6 separate regions of the Mus musculus genome follow, and regions 1, 2, 3, 4 and 6 are each linked to region 5. Evidence: chromatin contacts called from public HiChIP or PLAC-seq data. All regions are on one chromosome and are shown on one strand. Each heading gives the region's core, a stretch centred on a gene start, on an enhancer-like site or on the middle of the called end of the contact. The rest is flanking DNA. Distances are from core to core; before and after follow the strand shown.

Region 1 (2,700 bases), core at 180-2,679, 280 kb after region 5:
TGTAGTTGATTATAAGTATAAATCAATACATGTACCCCGCAGATCGATGGCGAAGAGCCTTAACGATTCCCGCAAAGCCGCCTTTATAGAGTGGAGGAGAATACACAGCTGACAGGGAACCGCTGGGTTATGGCGACCACCCAGGTGGTGCCAGAAGTTGGAAGTAACCCTCCTCCCCCCTGCCCTCCATCAACGCAGCTCAGAACGAATTGGCTTTTCAGGAATGCTGAGAGAAAAGGAAAAGCCGGCCAAATCTTCCCGGCAGAAGTAGTTCCGATCCGGGGATTAGAGTCTGTCAATTAGGGGTGTCCGAATGGGACGGAGGGAAGAAAGAAGGAAGTGCTGCTTAAGTGTCAGGGGAGACTCTTATTTATTTTTATTTTGATTTGATTTTATTTTATTTTTAGGAGGGGGAGCAAGCGCTGGGAACGATTTTTCTTATTCTGCTTGGAAAGGAGTCAGTCCTGATCCAGATTTCCTTCCGGAAGAAACGAATCAAGGACCTTGCTGGCGGAGGGTTGGGAATGGGGGTGGGGGACAACCCTAGGTGGCCCGAGCGTGGTACGGCCTTGTCAGAGGCTATTGTACGGCTAGACCCAAGGCCGTTTCGGTACCCACGCAGCCACTTGCAGGACCGAGCGTGTCTGGATGAGCCAACTGGCCTCCCTCCGCGCCGAGCGCCCCAGCCGTCTGCTCTGCGCACGGGGTCAGGGGGCCCGCGCCGGCAGGGGCGCCTTTGAAGTCTCGGCAGCAGACTGGGTGGGAGATGGATGACCTAGGAGGGACAGGGACGAAGGGGCCCAGCCTGGTTCCCACGATCCGCGGCTCGAGGGGCCACCGCGCAATGCGGGCCGTTGCTGGGGCAGAATGAGAATGAGAGCACGTGGGTGATCTCGGAAAATGCGCGCGCGGGGATATGATCCCTAAATGTGAGCCAGGAGATTTAGCGCATGACGAACCCTAGGGAACGCACAGAAGGCGGCCACCACCGGGAGGGAGGAGGCTGTGACTCTAGGTAGCCTCGGTGAGAGTGAAGGTGGTGTACGTAAGAGGACCCGGAGTAGGATGGAGAGTGTCCTACTGGTTAGGGGGTGGGGTAGGTGTACGTCAGGAGAGGGGACCCGGCAGCGTGCGGGCTCCATGCTGCTGTGCAGATCGGTGTAGCCGTGGGTGCAAGCAGAGAAAAGGCGACCCCGACAGAGGCACGGGGCCCCTGGCCTGGACCGCTGGGCGGCGTCTGCGGAGCATCTGAGCTCAGCCTCCGGGAGCGGGGTTGGAGGGACTAGTTGCAGAGCAGCGACGCCAATGAAGTTGGTAACTTTTTCCCAAAGAGGAAAAAGAAACCGCCAAACAAGGGTCCCCTAGAAGGGTGGGAGCAGTGGCCCAGTTGCCGATAGACTCCACCCCCTCCAGACTCCGCCCCCCTCAGACTGAGGGGCGCCCGGCCTGCAGCCAATGGGCAAATCTACGTTAGGCGTGACTTTGTGGTTCGACCTGAGCCAGGCATGGAGCTGGCTGGTTTCACCTAGTCCAGACTTTGGGTCTGGAGAGAGCTGAAGGTGCTGACTGGCAAGTCAGGGAGCCTGCATCCTCCCGTGGCTTCCTCCAGCCTTTTTGGACATAGATCATAATCTGCCCAGAGACATGTTAGGTAGAGATTACATGCTAAAGGTTCTCCTGAGAGAGAAGAAGCAGTGTTCTCTCTTGCCCTAACTTACTTCTCAAGAGCTCCTCATGTAAGTTTACAAACACATCTGTTCAAAACGGTCAAATATTTGTTGACCTAGAAGTGAAAGTGACACAGAAGGGAAGAGATTCGGGATCTTGGAGGGACAGGATGAGATGAACAAGAAAGGGTTCTGAAGGTCGCCTAAATCATAGCCCCCTTACATTGTGTTTTCCTCTTCATGTTCAGGATGTGATCTTGGGGTGCAAGGTAATTTGGATTCCCTAAGTTATGGTGGTGAGGAACAGAGTATCGAAATGAAGGAAGAGAATAACGGAACAAGTTGCAATAGTAAAAACAAAAAGATGTTTAAGCGGATACATGGTAGGGGGACATTCACAAAGTCACTTTCTGTGGTCTTCAGACTCAACTCACATCCTTGCGTTTGTTGTGCTAGAACGCAGATCTGGATCCTGAGGTAGCTGCAGGTAAAGGTGGGTTGCTGGAGGTAGTGGTAGCCCTAAGGGACCCACCTGCTGTAAGTGTGCTGTGCTGGTGGGTGGCACTCTTGTTTAAAGGTGAGCTTTTGTTTAAAGTTCTGGGTTTGAATCCAAGACCTGGTGTAAATGGCTCTGTGTGTGTGTGTGTCTCTCTGTCTCCCTCCCTCCCATCCTCTCTCCCCCTTCTTTTCTCCTCTCAATTTCCAAATTAGTTCACATTTTTTCTTCCCTCTCACCATGTCTACTAACTTCTAATCTCTGAACAAAGGGAAGCACTGGCCAGCTGACTTTATTTGTTGTATATAAAAGCAAACAGTTGCTCATCAGACAGTCTGTCTCAAAATAACTTTATTTGATGAAAAACGGTTGATTTGTAGCAGCAAATATATCTTTTTTTAAAAAATATTTATTTATTTATTATATGTAAGTACACTGTAGCTGTCTTCAGACACACCAGAAGAGGGCGTCAGATCTTATTACAGATGGTTGTGAGCCACCATGTGGTTGCTGGGAATTGAACTCGGGACCTTTGGA
Region 2 (2,797 bases), core at 73-2,572, 370 kb after region 5:
TGGCTATACATACTTATGTGCATCTGTGCATGTGATATGTGTGTATATATATATATATATATATATATATATATATATATATATATGTGTGTGTGTGTGTGTGTGTGTGTGTGTGTATAGACATATATACATAACCATATATATAACACATACAGATGCATAGATATAGATACAGATAGTTACACACACACACATATATATATACACATATATGTGTGTGTATAACAGCAAAACAGATATATGTAAAAATAATAATTAGAGGGGAAAGGCCATCAATTTAAGAGTGGGTGAGGGGGAGGCATGAAAGGAGTGGTGGAAAGAAAGGAGAGGGGCAAAGTATTGTAATTATATTTTAATTAAAATAAACATGAATGATTATGGGGAAAAGAAAAAGCTTTTGGAAAACTGGAGATAGGACATAGAGCGCTTGCTGACCATGTGTAAAACCCTGGGTTTGATCCCCAGCAGTGGGGTGAGGGAGGATTTTCAGCCCATACACCATACCCCTTGTCATTTACGTCTGCAGGATCTTTGTATAGGGCAGGCAAAGTGTGTTCCCCAAATTTACCATATGATTTGCTCTGGCCAATGGAATGCAAGAAGATGCTTGCTTGTGCCTCTGGTTTAAAGTGTCCCATTAGAGCAAGTCCCAGTCAGCCATTCACCCCAGAATGAGATAGATGAAGGCAACTTGAACATATTCATTGAGCAAGATGAAATCTCACTGCCTATATTCACATCCTCCCTGGAGGTAGGGAGGGGGGGGGGGGGAGAGAGAAAGAAAGATTCAGAAGGGAGAAAGAAAGAGACAGACAGACAGAGAAGAGACAGATGGGAGACAGAGAAAAATGAGAGACAGAGAGAGGGAGATAGACAGACAGACAGAGACAGAGATGGAGAGAGGGAGACAAAAAGAGACAGAGAGGGGGAGACACACACACGCACACACACAGAGAGAGAGAGAGAGAGAGACTATTTGCAGCCACAAGCAACTGAGAGTCAATGCCATTTGCCACCTAGAATTAGAATACTGAAAAAATTGACTAATAGCATTTCAAAGTGCATCATAATGGTTGCCCTCCTAGCTGGAACTGAAAATAGAAGAAACTTCTACCTTCCACTAAGCCAACCTCAGAGGGCATTTTGTGGCCCTTAAATTTTTTTCCTTGAAGGTAAGTACTCTTAAAAACCCCAAAGTGGGTCTTATTTCCTAAAGGAAGTATCATTTAAAATGCTGTTTTTAGGAAGACAAAGTGGCCACGCCCTGAAAATGCACAGGAGAAGAAGTGAGTCCTGTCTGAGCTGCACCACCTCCTCCTGGGTGAGCCACCGCAGTCTGGTAACCGGAATTTTCCAGTAGTAGCCTGGGCATGAGGAAGGGCAGTGTTCTGATCTTAGCGCTAGATTTTCCATTCTTTAGTACCAGAATAGAAAGAGGGTAGAAGTATTCTATTGATGAGTGGAAATGAGAACTTAAAAAGATATTTTTAAAACACTCCATGCAAATAAATAGAATAGTCTTTAAATCCATGGGAAGGAAAAAGAAAAAGCCGTAAGCCCCAGATCAAACCTAGTCGAAATGGTAAACTTTGGTAGGCCAGGGAGGCCATTCTGCAGACCAGCATATGGACACCTTGCTTTGATTAATAATAATGATGATAATAATAATAAACAACTAAGTGCTGAAGAGCACCGTTTTTTGGTTATATGAATAAGCCCTATGAAATCATAGTGAGCAGGACGCTTGTTGAGAGTTAACTGTGTCTAACTCGATTGCTCGAGTGCTATCCAGCCTTCAGCTTGCTCTCGGCAGCGTTAGCCTTGTCCACTGGTCTGAGAGCTGCTTCTGTAAGCAAGCGAGCGAGCAGAGCCAAGCTTCGCTCTCCCGTTGTGTCCAACAGTCTGTGGGCAGGAGCGGAGCCAGAGAAATGATTGCCCTCTTCAAGGCAAACTCCCGGGGAGGGGAATTCCTTTTGAGTTCTTTTTTTAAATTTCTTTTTCTTTTTCTTTTTTTTAACTCCTCTTTAAGAAAGATGATCTGTCTCAGTACCGTGTCTGGTGTTTTCCTGATCACTCTCCACAGCCGGCCTCTGCAGGCCGGCAATCTACTACAGCAATCTGCTTTGTTCCGCCCGGGAGTCCTGTCGTCTCTCAAGGCAGGGAGAATCACCAATGGCATCTCACTTCAACAAATTAGCCACAGTGTTTACACTGCAGGTCCTGGGGCTGGGCTCTCTGGTGTTTCCAGAAATTCCCAGGATTCTAATGTTTTTCCAAGTGGGAGGGTTTTGATGCTATGCATTTGATTTCTCTGGCTTAGCAAACATGAATCCTTATGATCCTGCTGAGTGCTTAAACCCGGAGTCACAGAAACACACACCACACTACACACCATACACACACCACACACACACACATACATACAAACATACCACAACACATCAAACCATACACACACACACACCATACCACACACACACATACACTCACACCACAGTACACCACATACACACTCCCACACACAGAAAAAGAAAGAGACACACAGAGAGAGGATCATAAAGAAAGCGTGGTACAGGGAAGAACGTTTCTAAAAGTTAGGGTGAGATTGGGTCCTAACCCTGCTTCAGGTAGGCTGGCTCTCACTTCCAGCTTGAAGTCTGCGGCGACGCGCAGGCTGGATGTCCCTCGCTCTTCCCTCGGCTTTAACATTCTCTACCTTTGGACCTCTAACTGGTAGCCAAATAGAAATGAATCTTCTTAAGGCAAGGCAGTAGGAAGTACTAGCACCCCAACAGAA
Region 3 (2,972 bases), core at 425-2,924, 420 kb after region 5:
CCTCCACCTCTCCCTTCTCCATCTCTTCCTCCTCCCTGTTCTTCTTCTCCATTTCTCTGTAGTTATTCCTTTGAGATCTGCCCAGGTCCTCCTTTCTCATCCATGGTTCACATCCCATCACCTAACACTGCTCACAATCATCCGGGGAGACACACTTTCACTTACACACTTTTCAAACAGGAAGTTAAGAAAGCACAATGGAACCGAGGCTGAGCTGAGCTATTGTCCTGGAAAAAGATCTCATTACAATGATATGAAAGGGTTTTGTTTTTTGGGGTTTTGGTTTTTTTGGGGGGCTGTAAAACAGGAGGCATATTTATGCCCTCCTAAAGATGAATAGACTTATTTATAGGTAGGCAGACATTCCATATGATAAGCTAAAATTAATCATGCTGCTGAAGAGGTTGGAGTCCAAATTAAATATAGAAGGGCAGCCCGGCTCTTCCTCTGGTGTGCTTTAATGAAGACTACAGAGGCCGGAGAAATATTTATATTCTTTCATTCATATTTTCGGAATTGCCTCATGTCTCAGTCCAGACACACCCCACACCCCCATCCACACACACAATCTCTCATTTAAGGGAAGGAACTTCAAAATGAACGTGGATATTCTCAACTCAGTGTATCTTGAAGAAGAAGAAGAGGAGAAGAGGAGGAGGTAGAGGAAAGGAAGAAAGGAAAAGAGAGGGGTGAGAGAGGGGGGGTATTAGTGGGACTGCTCTTTTTAAAAACAGCAGCTCCCTTAAAACCAGATGACTTCCGTGGGTGATACACATGGGGTTCACCTACCAGTACTTTGTACAGCACATGATGTCTTAGGGGGAGTGAGTGAGTGAGAGAGAGACTTGGACCAGTACTTAGACTGTCTTTAGGTGACTGCCATAGGTTTCCCCAGTGAGCGCCATAGATAAGGGTTCTTTCCCAAGCTGCCTAACTGCCTGTGGTTGACAAAAGTCCCTGTCAAGCACTTGGGGTAATGTAGTTAAAGATGGATGCTAGTGGTGAGGGAAGACTCTTTAAGCCAAATGTCTTGCTGCCTTCTCCTGATGAAGTTCAAGGGTAGAGATGACCTGTCTTCCTATGTTTCCTATTAACAGTAGGACTAGAGACCTCAGCTGAACTGCAGAATCGAGGGTCAGGAAGAGACTCCTAATTATTCTGGTCTTGAGTCAGGCTTAAATGATATCTCTTCCATTCTGGCTCCACATCCAGATTCTCTCTGCAGAGTCACATAGCTGGATCATGGCACCCCAAGTGAGAAAATAACATCTTCAGACAGTGGGAGATAAGGAGGCAGAGGAGTGTCCCAGGCCTGGGCGGGGGGCGGGGGAGGGGCGTGCATGTTGATATCACTGAGTTATGAACTATTTCCTTTTAATCCGGTTTCAAAAGATGACTTCCTCCATATGTGATTAATTCTGCCTATAACTACAAGGAACTGCATATTTTAGAGCCGGAGTGTCATCAGTACGAATGTTTAAACAATCTCTGTGGTCTCTTTCCCACACACTGATTTAACATGTATATAAAAAGGCTTTCGGAATGAGCGTTTCACATTTGCTTCTCGAACTTCACCGTCTGTTTTCAGTAAATCGTGAAGATGAAACTCTCCCCATTCATGCCTGGAGCGCTGGCCAATTGCAACTGCGGAATGCGCATTCAGGACCTCTCACGAATGCGGTTCCCTTCTCGCGAACCCAGCCCGCCCAGCCTGCCGCCTGTTCTTTCCCCAACGAAATCAACAAGACCGCAGCGGAAAGGTTTCATGGTCAAGAAGGCTGACCTAGTCTCCTAATGAATGTGAGAACAGTAGGGGCCACATAGGTTCAAGTCCTCCCTCCCTCCTACATTTGCATCTGTCCCCACCCTGTAATGGCCCCAGTTCACATTTTACTGCTGTATTGGGAGCAGAATCTCTTTTCAGTTTAAAGTGTCCCAGGTTGAACTGAGATCTGTATGAGACTGTCTACTGTCACATCCAACTGAGGTCTCTACTGTTCGGTTGCTTTATGTAGGAGAAGGGGGTGGTTTGGTTTGGTCTGGTCTGGCTTTTTGTTTGTTGTCTGTTTTTGTTTGTTTTGCTTTTTGTTTTTTGTTAGTTTGTTTTTTTGTAATTGTTGTTGTCTTTTTTCAAGACAGGGTTTCTCTGTGTAGCCTTGGCTGTCCTGAAACTCACTCTGGAGACTGGCCTCCAACTCACCGAGATCCACCTGTTTCTGACTCCCAAGTGCTGGGCTTAAAGGTGTGTACTGTTGCTACCACCCTCTCAACCTGTGTTTTCTGGCTCTCACCTTGTTTTTTTTTTCTGGGTGTAGCAGCAATTGGTGCTGGAATTCGAATCCCAGCATCTCCTTTCAAGCGGGCGAAACCGTCAGAAACCAATCTCAGAGTTAACAAAGTTAGCTAACAAAGACAAGACCTCTGCAAAACGGAAGACCACAACGTCCCCATCCCGGACGTCATCTGCTGCCCTTCTTGACCTGACTCAGGAGATAAACGCCCATTCTCCAGGGCGGGCAAGTAAAGTCATTAGAGCATAGACAGTGGGAGAGAGTGGCTCCTCTCCCTGATAAGATGGAAACAGAGAACCAAAGACCCTTGAAGAAGGGAGGAGAGGTGGCAGAGGTGGAGACTGCAGGCAGAGGCAGTTTACAAGGGCAGAGGCAAAATGGAGTCTTTTGTTTGGAATTTCAAAACAGCCAAGACAGAGCATTAAGGCAAGTCAAGGGTTTTTTTGTTTTTGTTTTTGTTTTTTTTTCTGAGCAGGAAGGCTAGTGTGAGGTGCCACAAGGACTGTGTTCAGACAGCAGGCCCTCCTCAGAAGAGATAAATTGTTGATGTGCCTAGCAAATATTCTCTGAAAGGTTCCCCAACCTCAGACGGTACCACCAGTATTCAGGGCAGAACTACGGGCTTCCCAGTGTACCCAGAGACTGAAGAGCACAGCCCCCCTCCCAGTTGTCTGTTTTCAT
Region 4 (3,009 bases), core at 36-2,535, 390 kb after region 5:
AGACTGGCATCCCCACAGACAAAACCCACTCTCCTTGACTCTCAGTAGAGCAACTGTGTTATGCTGTGTCAATTGTGCTTGCCGCTTGCGCCGTGTGTGCATAGATGTGGGAAGACCTCAGCTTCTGCCTTCTCTCCTCCCCTATTCCCCTCGTGATAATAGAAACTGCAACAGGACCCTCAGAGACCTTAGCCATAGTGGTTAGAGGAAGTGAAATATACTAGAGACTTGGTATTGCTCCCAAGTTCTGAAAGTCTCCACACAGTCTCTACAGAAAAGACAAGAAGGTCCCCACCTACCACCTCAAATATCTCTAGCTGAAACTTGTTCTCTAGACATTCGTATTTCAAATGCTGTCTAAAACTGTTGGTTATTTGGAGCCAATTAATTAGTGATATTACAATTAAAACAATAATTGTAAAGTACGATGCGGCCTGCTGTATAGAGAGTCAAATGGCGGAGGAAGGACAGCCTGGAGACTAACTCCTACTATGGATGACACCATTTCCATGGGAACATGCACTCTGAATTCCAGATAACTCATTCACACACTGATTTTTGGGAATACAACCCTTTAGTAGGTTGAAGACTGACTAACAATATCAAATATCTTAATGAAATTTTTATCAGTGTATTTTAAAGTATATTCTTTGGATTTTGTCTTAAGAGGTTGAAGCAATTCTAGTGCTTCAGAGACATAACTAAAGGAGAACTTGGGGTTTTCTGGAGGACCAGTAGAACCCAGCTATGTCTTATGATTTTCATATTTATAGGACCAATCATTTAAAGACAAACAGAATCACTCGTGTTATTGGCGGGCTTGCCAACTTGATTTCCCAAGGCTCAGTCATTTCAGCTTACCTGGGACAGATGCATGCACTGTCTGGGAGAACATTGGAGAAATATTTTTGTCATCATTTCAAAAGCATGTGCTATATGTAGTAGAAACAGCAACCTGTCTAAAAACCTTTATTATCCCGACAGTGCTAATGAGTTCCCACTCGCAAGGAGAGATGGCATTTAATTGCTTTCAAACTTTTCTTCCTTCTTGAGCAGCTTCTAGAGAATACATAACTATTTTTTCCTTCATCATTACATCCTGGGTCTCCGGTACATTTTTTTAAATTAAAGACTGAGAGCCGAGAAAGTGCATTTATGGTGGACCCTTTGTCTGAAATTTAAACCTGAGCAGAAGAACTGCATCCTGTGAGTGGAAGGGTGTGGGGCTGGCCAGAAGACTGAATTTTGGCTCCAACGCCTAAGTTCAGTGGCTTCAAGGAAGTTACTCACCAGAGAGCCCCATTATCTTCATCCGAACAAATGAGGTTTGGCATCAGTGCCTGTGAGTTCCTCTCCAGCCCTCTGTTTTGTTTTTGTGGTTGGAAATAATGCAAGGATTTGGGGGATGCAATCTTCCAAAACTCCAGGCTCTCCACTTACCACTTCAGGGGAAGCAGAGAGCCTGCCAATATCACTTTTGCTTTCAGTTCCTGTCAACATGAACTGTGCTTAAACAAAGAGTCAGTTAGTCCTCTGAGAAAGTTTAGCTTAGCTTCCCTTTCCTTCTCCTCGCTTTCCCCTTTCCGCATTTCCTTCTTCGTTCCTCCCCTCAGCCTTCCTTCCTTCCTTTTAAGTCTTAGACAGGCAGGCAAGGGAAGGGAAGGGAAGGGAAGGGAAGGGAAGGGAAGGGAAGGGAAGGGAAGGGAAGGGAAGGGAAGGGAAGGGAAGGGAAGGGAAGGGAAGGGAAGGGAAGGGAAGGGAAGGAGGAGTGGTGAGAGAGAAGAGAGAAGAAAAGAGGCAGACACAACAGCTCTGGCTTGCAAATACAGAGTGGGTCAGGATCTAACCTAGGGAAAGTCCTCAAGTGTAGGAATTTCTAGTGTCCAGGAGTTTAATGAAGCGAACCAAGACACCACTTATGGCACCAGCCAATTGTCCCTATTCCAGACCATTCATCTGCAAGGGCTTTGCTGGCCTTCAGCTTTCAGATGCCAACTCCCGGAGGCATAGCACCTGCTCAGGAAGAAATGAACAGGAGGCATCCTTGGTCTTCTGCAGTAATAGAATTGCCTTTGTCCTGCCCTTGAGTTATCTTACTTTGAATCTTGAGTCTATTTACAGACCATTTTTAGACTTTTATTGTCTCACATCAATGTTTCTTCACTTTTAAATCTCATGATCCAAGAGGGCGGGGTGGGGATGAGTCGCGCATCTAGGCTGGGAGGGCAAGAAGGCTGAGAGGAAATGGCATGGGGCAGAGAGAAGAGCCTGCCCGTGGGAAGAGGAACAGCAGACAAAAATGTGACCAAATGAGAGCAGCCGATGGATGAAACAGGAGGCATGTGAATGAAAACCAAACATCATAACTGAATATAGCCAGGAGGTCTCTACTTCAGGGAATTACAATCCCAGCAGGAAAACGTTACAACAAATACTTCAACAGTTACAACCAGGATAGATCGCAATGAAGAAGTACTTAAGAGTTACTGACCCGGTCCAGGAGGTGAGAAGGAAGGTGCTCAAGTTGGATATTTTTATACCTCCCCCCCCCCCCCCAAATAGAAATCTAAAACTAACTTACATTGCAATACGGTGTTTTGTTTGTTTTCCCCAAATGAAACCCAAGTACGCACCCTGCTCTACCCCACCCTCCACCCCCACACGGAAAGCTTCCTTCCAAGTCTGTGTCCTTTAGGTCTCATTATGGCCACGCTCCCTGCCCTGCTTCCCAAGCCGGATGTGGAGCGCCACCTAGAGTTTGACTGACACATTCTCACACATACCACAAGGATGCTTTAAATCCCAGGATATTCCCCAGGTTTTGAAGGTTGAATTTTAAAAATGTCTGTCTGTCTGTCTCTCTTTCTCTGTGTACACAGATTTTAATATATATTATGTATATTCAGTCTAATAATATGTTCAGTTTATATACAATACAAATTCAGTTTAAAAACAAGAGTAAGAAAATGAATGAATAGAGCAAAACCCGCTCTTAAATATGCAAATAAG
Region 5 (2,837 bases), core at 61-2,560:
GTGGCTAAGATGCATGGAGGTGGTGTGTGAGAAAGGAAGGACCCTGCAGGCCAGAGCAGGGAGGGAGGCTCTGCTCTGTGTCTCTGGTTTCTTACTCCTCCTTCGTTCTGGTTCTGCCCCGTATATCTAAATATCAGCCCCGTGTACTAAATATCAGCTTCCTTCCTTTTTCTTCTACTTCCCTGCCTTCTCTCTCTCTCTCTCTCTCTCTCTCTCTCTCTCTCTCCCTCTCTCTCTCTCTCCTGCCCTTGGTTTCTTCTTTCTCTCTTTCCCTTTTGCTCATCTCCACTCTTCGCCCTTTCCTCCCTCCTACTTCCCCCTTTTGTTCTTTATAATTATTTTAACTTCTCGCCTGCCTGCCTACCTGCCTTCCTTCCTTCTTCTTTTTCTTTCTTTGCTCCTTTCCCCTCCCTCTTCTTTCTTTTCTCCCCCCCCCCCCCGCCCCTCTCTCTCCCCTTTTAGCTAAACCTCCCAAGATCCTTTATTCCTTCGTAATATGACGTCATTCGCAGACCCTTCTCCTTTTCTCTGGCCTCTGAGCTTTGTTACAGTTAGAGCGGTGCTTTCTCAACTCACCTCCCCTGCTGGCCCTGCCCCAGATAGGGTATTTCCAGGTCAGAGGTGAGTAGGACTCTACTCTGCCCTCCCAGGATCTCTATACTCGTTTTCGTTAAAGCGACACTCGCAGAGGTGGCTCCCTAGGGCAAAGGAGGTAGCTTTGATTGTGAACACACTCAAAAAAACGGGTTTCCCGAGGCTTTCATGAACACTAGCTAATTCCAATTTGCCGCAGCTTGGTGGGGATGGAACACTCATTTCTTCCAGCTTGGACTTACAGGCTGCCTCTCTGTGGAATGCTAACCACCACCGAGCCGGCCAGGCTGCTTGATGGAGGGTCCAGACTATCGGATTCAGTGGAAACTACAGGGGGAGTTTGAGGGGAGCAGAATGTAATTACTTGAGCTGGACTCGGGCCAGCATTCTGGAGTTAACACAACTGGCCTTAGAGAGTCCGCTGTAAGATCTCCGGTGGCCACAAATGGTTAGGTCTGTGGTTTTAGGTTTCTTCAGAAAGGTAAACAGCACAGTTGAGCACAGTGCCCCCTAACACCACGCGGGCATCTTATTCACAGGGACCCAGGGAGAAAGAGGCCACCTACGGAATCAGAAACACCGTTTCCTGAAGTACCTTCTTGTCCCTGGGAGGTCTCTCATCCCTAGTCAGAACCTGACAAGCTCGCAGGCTGAGTGCTACGGCTGCCAGACTAAATTATGCGCTTATCATTTCTCCCCGTGTTGTCTGGGATTCCAGCAACCAAACAGTGGGGAACTCCTGATTCACATTTCTGCTCAAAACACACTCGTCGTCGTTTCTCCTCTCTGTAAAGCTCCCGGATCCCACAGTCCAAGTTAAACACAACTGGAATTTCCCTATAAGTCAAAAAAAAGTATTAATTCCGAGACCACATATTTTTCTTCTTGTAGGGTACATACGCATTTAAACACAGCACATGGGGCAGATCATCTGAAAACGGGGAAAAGCTCGGAGGGAAAAACAAAACAAACAAAAACAAACAAACAAACTAAGAGAGCAGAGATTTGGTTGGGTGTCTGACCCTGCAATGGGAATTTTCCTCTGTGGTTTGCTGGGAGAATACTAAAGGCCAGGCTGGAAGTTTCTATACCACATAGATCTTCAATGAGGGTGACTTAGGGCGGGAAGGAAGTAAGATGAGTCTTGGGCACTATTAGGGTGGCATGCGGCTGAACTAATGAATCCTGGGCTCTGGCACATCTGAGCTCTCTGGACTGTAACAGTCATCTTTTATGAATTAAAACGGCAATCTAAAGTTTTATAAATGTTAGCTCTTCTAATTGACGGTGGCCTGTCTAACGCAGAGGAAGTCGAGAATATCTCTCCCCTTGTTTCCCTTTTCACTTCTGCAAGTTCAATCTTCAGGAACTCCGACAAGGTCTTCATTTTTATGACGACCCACGCTGACTCCCAAATATATGATTTTTTTTTTCGCCCAGTAATGTTTGTGCCCATCTGGTTTGAATTTAGCATTCTTATGAGTCACTTCACTGTGATAGGAACACTCTGCTATAGAAAACTTCTGTTAATATTTTAACATTTTAAATCAAACATGCACACAGCATTACCCAAGTCTCCTTGCAATTACAGAAAACCCATGCCCTCTGTCCTTCATGGTTGCTGCCTTCACATTTATTTTCCTTAAATTGAACATAGTACACAGTAAATAAGTGTGCATCCCAGACAGATGTGGTGTGTGGTAAATAAGTGTGCATCCCAGACAGATGTGGTGTGTGGTAAATAAGTGTGCATCCCAGACAGATGTGGTGTGTGGTAAATAAGAGTGCATCCCAGACACATGTGGTGCGGAGTAAATAAGTGTGCATCCCAGACACATGTGGCGAGTGGTAAATAAGTGTGCATCCCAGACAGATGTGGTGTGTGGTAAATAAGTGTGCATCCCAGACAGATGTGGTGTGTGGTAAATAAGTGTGCATCCCAGACGCATGCTCAGCAGCATGGACCAGTGTATCCCTTTACTGCCTGAGAGCCTTTTGCAGCACCGTTTGCCTCGAGAGTAGGAGGGATGGCTGACTCTATAGGAAGTCATTTCCGTCTCATGGCTGACACTTAACCCATTTAAAAGAGCCCCATTTATTTTGCCCTCAACATAGACTTTATAACTTATGTTTTACTACCCAAATTTCCTGAAGCTTGTTTGAACCCATTTTCCTTTTACTGCTGGACAAAGTTTCTCAGAGTAGTCTTTAAGGCGAGAGGGAGGAGGGGGAAAATGTTAGGA
Region 6 (2,983 bases), core at 467-2,966, 470 kb after region 5:
AGCGGGAACACTGATTGCTCTTTCACAGGTTCTGAGTTCAGTTCCCAGCAACCACATTGGTGGCTCACAACCATCTGTGATGGGATCCGAGGCCCTCTTCTGGTGTGTCTAAAGACAGCAACAGTGTACTCACATACATAAAATAAATAATTCTTAAAAAAAAAAAAAGATATGCGAGAACATGGGAGGAATGACCACCCCCTTCATGTGATAACTTACTTCTTCCTCCTCCCAGAATGCCCTCTGCTGATGCAGCCACTTGCATAGCTTTGCAGAACCTGCCTACTCTACGGCCCAGAAACCTCAGTATGCTTTCAGTGACACACTGGACTTTCCCATCTCTTCCCTGAAGCTTGCCTGCTCCTTCTACCAAGCTGCTGCTTGGCTGTCTACTGCTGAAAATGGCAGGGTCCTTGCCTCTTAACTCAAAAGACATGTCTCGCCTCCCTCTCTCCCTCTTTCTTCCTCTCTTCCTCTCTGTCTCTCTGTGTGTCCCTCTCTCTCTGTCTCTCTCTCTCTCTCTGTTTCTCTCTGTGTGTCTCTGTCTCTCTTTTTCTCTGTCTCTCTCTTCCTCCCCTCTTGGCAGCTGCCAAAACTTACAGTTTGTCTACTCTGTTTCTTTTCTCTCAAACTCTAATAAACTTGTCCCAGAGTTTCCTTGGAGTCCATTTCTAAAGTCTTTTATTAACAAGAGTAAAAACCCCCAAGGAGGGAACCCCCAGTTATCCCAGAAACAATAATGCTAGATCCAAGAAAAGGGAGCTCTCAGGGTTCCCGCCTTTCACACAGCTGACCCAAACCAAATAGTTATTTGCCAGTCGCTCAACCATCTTACACCAAACACCTCAATTCCTCCCTCAGCAGCCCATCAGGTGGGTGCTTCGACCTCGGTCTAAGCTCCTGGCACCCCTCTTTCTTCTGGCCACTCATTTGATTGCCCTCTGCATTGCTCCTTTGAGGTCTGCCGGCAGGGTTTTAGAGAGAGTGTGTGCCTCTGCCCGAGGTAACAGGATTTAGCTTTGTGTGATAGGAAGCCCGGCGCCCGCCATGTGCTGGAGTGTGGATGCTCTTTGTTAAGCTCCCGGGGTCTGGAAGGAAGCAGCTATGCTCTTGTTTAATTCCATATGAGCGGCTTTTTTATTTTTACAAATAGTCCTCTTGCTGTTAGGGAGAGTGAGGGGCATAAATCATCATGTCTTTGGCAGCCAGGATTTCGTGAGCATGGTCCTCATTAAAGTCTTTAGTTGCAGGGTTCCTGGAGACCTTGCTTTGATACCAAAAAAACATCAAACTGAAGCGCCACGGTGGGGGGGGGGGTGGCATGGAGAGGAAGGGGTGGAAACTCGGGAGGACCTCAGAATTGCTGTTGGGAAGCAGCGGGGAAATACTAGGCAGCTACCAAAAAAAAAAAAAAAAAAAAAAGTAAAAATTGCAGGAGTTATATAGCTCCTTGCTGCAGAGTCCAATCAGCACCCCCCCACACACACACCCGCCAGTCCCCCCCCCCCAAAAAAAAACCCACAAAGGCACAGAAAGCTACAGCAGCCAGAAGAACGGTCGCTGGAGATGGTGAGGGAGGGGTTGGGGGGAGGAGAAAAGTTCTCGGAGCTTTTCCCTCTCCAGACCTCTGCCCAGCAGGCCTTGGACCTCAAGGAACTAACCTTTTCCTAAGGCCTGATCTCCCCGCTGGGAGGGAATCCAATCCCCGGGCAAAGGTCGCCCGGAATAGCGCTGTGCTGCTGGCTGCGCTGTTCATTCACAAAATGAGCTCCTTTGTGATAAAGTGGGGAGAGCAGCCCGCTTGTGTGCATTCCAGGCTGGTGGTAGGAGAGCCGCCAATAGCCGCCCAGGCAGTGGGAACTCTGGCACTAGCAGCTCCTTTTTCAGAGTCGTAGCGGCCCTTCGGAGCCCCGCGCCTCCAATTCCAAGAAATCAAAGCATGTTTTAAATGTGGGGGTGGGGGGGGGTAGTGTTTGGTGGTGGCAGTTTCAAGGAACCCAGCAGTGACTGTTTTTGAAAAGTGAAAATCCTGGCTGAATCCATCTATTTTGACTGGAAGTCACAAAAATGTACCAGGCAAAGGGCCAGGCACAAGGAGCCATTCTTAAAAATCGCCCCATGGACCGGAGGAAAACCCCTTTGAGTTTTAGGTTTTTTGGTTTTGGTTTTGGTTTTGGTTTGGTTTTTGGTGTTTGATTTTTGGTGTTTAATTTTTCGGAGCAGGGTTTCTCTGTGTAGCCCTGGCTGTCCTGGAACTCACTCTGTAGACCAGGCTGACCTTGAACTCAGAAATCTGCCTGCCTCTGCCCCCCAAGTGCATGTGCCACCACTGCCTGGACCCCTTTGAGTTTTGTGTTTGGTTAAACCAAGATGAGCTGCTTCCAGAGCAGAGAGATTCATTCCTGCTGGAGCCTGTATCCTCATGTCAGTACTAAAGACACACACCAGTTGGTCTTCCCTGCCTGACCAGGCAATACTTTTTCTTTATGCAGACAAGCAATAGTCAATGTCTTTTTAAAGGCCTGAAAGAGGGAGTGTTAGCCAAAGTCACAGGGGAAAGGACAGGGCAGTGACAGAGGAGTCACCCAAGTTCAGCTTTCTGTGGCAGTGTCTGCTGATCCTGGCAGCCCTGTCCTCCCTAGTCACTTCCCAGGGAACTTACAGCCCAGCTTGTCCATTCTCCATTCCTATGTATAAACTGGCATTGCAGGGATCTACACACAACGTAAATCCTCAGTGTCATTTGGGAAACGTGTTACACTTGAAAACCAGTTTGAACATGTGTGCTCGTGCACAGACACACAGAGGGGGTGAGGGGGCAGTCTGGATTATATAGGGAGAAACCTCAGAGGGAAGGGCAGCCCAGCCCCTGGGTTAAAAAGTTCAAGGTTGGGGTCAAGGTGTGCCAGGAAGGGACTGAGGGACTCTGGGAGACCCTGGAGACCAGGTCTGCTCCATTGTGTAAAATATGTACCTCGACTCC

The links. HiChIP or PLAC-seq counts read pairs in DNA pulled down with a chosen protein or histone mark.
Region 1: an H3K4me3 HiChIP or PLAC-seq map of embryonic forebrain shows a contact between it and region 5, with 5 times the contacts expected there. The contact joins two enhancer-like sites. A contact is called at or near these places in 12 of 115 datasets of contacts at active chromatin or transcription factors (bone marrow-derived macrophages, craniofacial prominence, differentiating embryonic stem cells and 5 more) and 2 of 9 other capture datasets (embryonic stem cells and embryonic trunk).
Region 2: a CTCF HiChIP or PLAC-seq map of the NIH/3T3 cell line shows a contact between it and region 5, with 5 read pairs. The contact joins two enhancer-like sites. A contact is called at or near these places in 1 of 15 datasets of contacts at CTCF or cohesin (the NIH/3T3 cell line), 1 of 484 Hi-C or Micro-C datasets (embryonic stem cells), 5 of 115 datasets of contacts at active chromatin or transcription factors (the NIH/3T3 cell line, embryonic hindbrain, embryonic stem cells and 1 more) and 2 of 9 other capture datasets (embryonic stem cells and embryonic tail).
Region 3: a contact with region 5 is called in a CTCF HiChIP or PLAC-seq map of the NIH/3T3 cell line, with 9 read pairs. The contact joins two enhancer-like sites. A contact is called at or near these places in 1 of 39 promoter capture datasets (the C10 cell line), 1 of 15 datasets of contacts at CTCF or cohesin (the NIH/3T3 cell line), 14 of 484 Hi-C or Micro-C datasets (the G1E-ER4 cell line, the N1E-115 cell line, the STO cell line and 9 more), 11 of 115 datasets of contacts at active chromatin or transcription factors (the NIH/3T3 cell line, bone marrow-derived macrophages, craniofacial prominence and 7 more) and 1 of 9 other capture datasets (embryonic stem cells).
Region 4: a CTCF HiChIP or PLAC-seq map of the NIH/3T3 cell line shows a contact between it and region 5, with 5 read pairs. The contact joins two enhancer-like sites. A contact is called at or near these places in 1 of 15 datasets of contacts at CTCF or cohesin (the NIH/3T3 cell line), 2 of 484 Hi-C or Micro-C datasets (embryonic stem cells and granulosa cells), 5 of 115 datasets of contacts at active chromatin or transcription factors (craniofacial prominence, embryonic basal ganglia, embryonic midbrain and 1 more) and 1 of 9 other capture datasets (embryonic stem cells).
Region 6: an H3K4me3 HiChIP or PLAC-seq map of craniofacial prominence shows a contact between it and region 5, with 5 times the contacts expected there. The contact joins two enhancer-like sites. A contact is called at or near these places in 1 of 15 datasets of contacts at CTCF or cohesin (the NIH/3T3 cell line), 1 of 484 Hi-C or Micro-C datasets (bone marrow-derived macrophages), 14 of 115 datasets of contacts at active chromatin or transcription factors (the NIH/3T3 cell line, bone marrow-derived macrophages, craniofacial prominence and 8 more) and 1 of 9 other capture datasets (embryonic stem cells).

The regions. Positions count from the first base shown.
Region 1 is chr10:120,551,887-120,554,586 of GRCm38.p6, forward strand. No RefSeq gene overlaps it. Among named protein-coding and RNA genes, the nearest start is that of Gm34952, 25 kb to the left of the region's middle. RefSeq lists an enhancer at 72-1,711. Within about 2 kb of position 1,430, at least 93 of the 459 cell types and tissues checked have an H3K27ac peak or open chromatin away from gene starts, as enhancers often do. A contact at or near this core is called in craniofacial prominence, embryonic forebrain and embryonic limb bud, where this site is marked.
Region 2 is chr10:120,645,074-120,647,870 of GRCm38.p6, forward strand. No RefSeq gene overlaps it. Among named protein-coding and RNA genes, the nearest start is that of 4930471E19Rik, 10 kb to the left of the region's middle. RefSeq lists an enhancer at 970-2,797. Within about 2 kb of position 1,323, at least 86 of the 459 cell types and tissues checked have an H3K27ac peak or open chromatin away from gene starts, as enhancers often do. A contact at or near this core is called in the NIH/3T3 cell line, where this site is marked.
Region 3 is chr10:120,693,012-120,695,983 of GRCm38.p6, forward strand. It overlaps Gm35062 (a long non-coding RNA gene), which reads left to right. Exons shown (of 3, transcript XR_872122.1): 2 at 1,589-1,800; 3 at 2,140-2,168. Among named protein-coding and RNA genes, the nearest start is that of Gm35062, 6.1 kb to the left of the region's middle. Within about 2 kb of position 1,675, at least 25 of the 459 cell types and tissues checked have an H3K27ac peak or open chromatin away from gene starts, as enhancers often do. A contact at or near this core is called in the NIH/3T3 cell line and tail fibroblasts, where this site is marked.
Region 4 is chr10:120,664,451-120,667,459 of GRCm38.p6, forward strand. No RefSeq gene overlaps it. Among named protein-coding and RNA genes, the nearest start is that of Gm35062, 22 kb to the right of the region's middle. Within about 2 kb of position 1,286, at least 76 of the 459 cell types and tissues checked have an H3K27ac peak or open chromatin away from gene starts, as enhancers often do. A contact at or near this core is called in the NIH/3T3 cell line, where this site is marked.
Region 5 is chr10:120,271,486-120,274,322 of GRCm38.p6, forward strand. No RefSeq gene overlaps it. Among named protein-coding and RNA genes, the nearest start is that of Llph, 46 kb to the left of the region's middle. Within about 2 kb of position 1,311, at least 69 of the 459 cell types and tissues checked have an H3K27ac peak or open chromatin away from gene starts, as enhancers often do. A contact at or near this core is called in the NIH/3T3 cell line, craniofacial prominence, embryonic forebrain and 2 more, where this site is marked.
Region 6 is chr10:120,743,550-120,746,532 of GRCm38.p6, forward strand. No RefSeq gene overlaps it. Among named protein-coding and RNA genes, the nearest start is that of Gm35182, 7.4 kb to the right of the region's middle. Within about 2 kb of position 1,717, at least 150 of the 459 cell types and tissues checked have an H3K27ac peak or open chromatin away from gene starts, as enhancers often do. A contact at or near this core is called in the NIH/3T3 cell line, craniofacial prominence and embryonic forebrain, where this site is marked.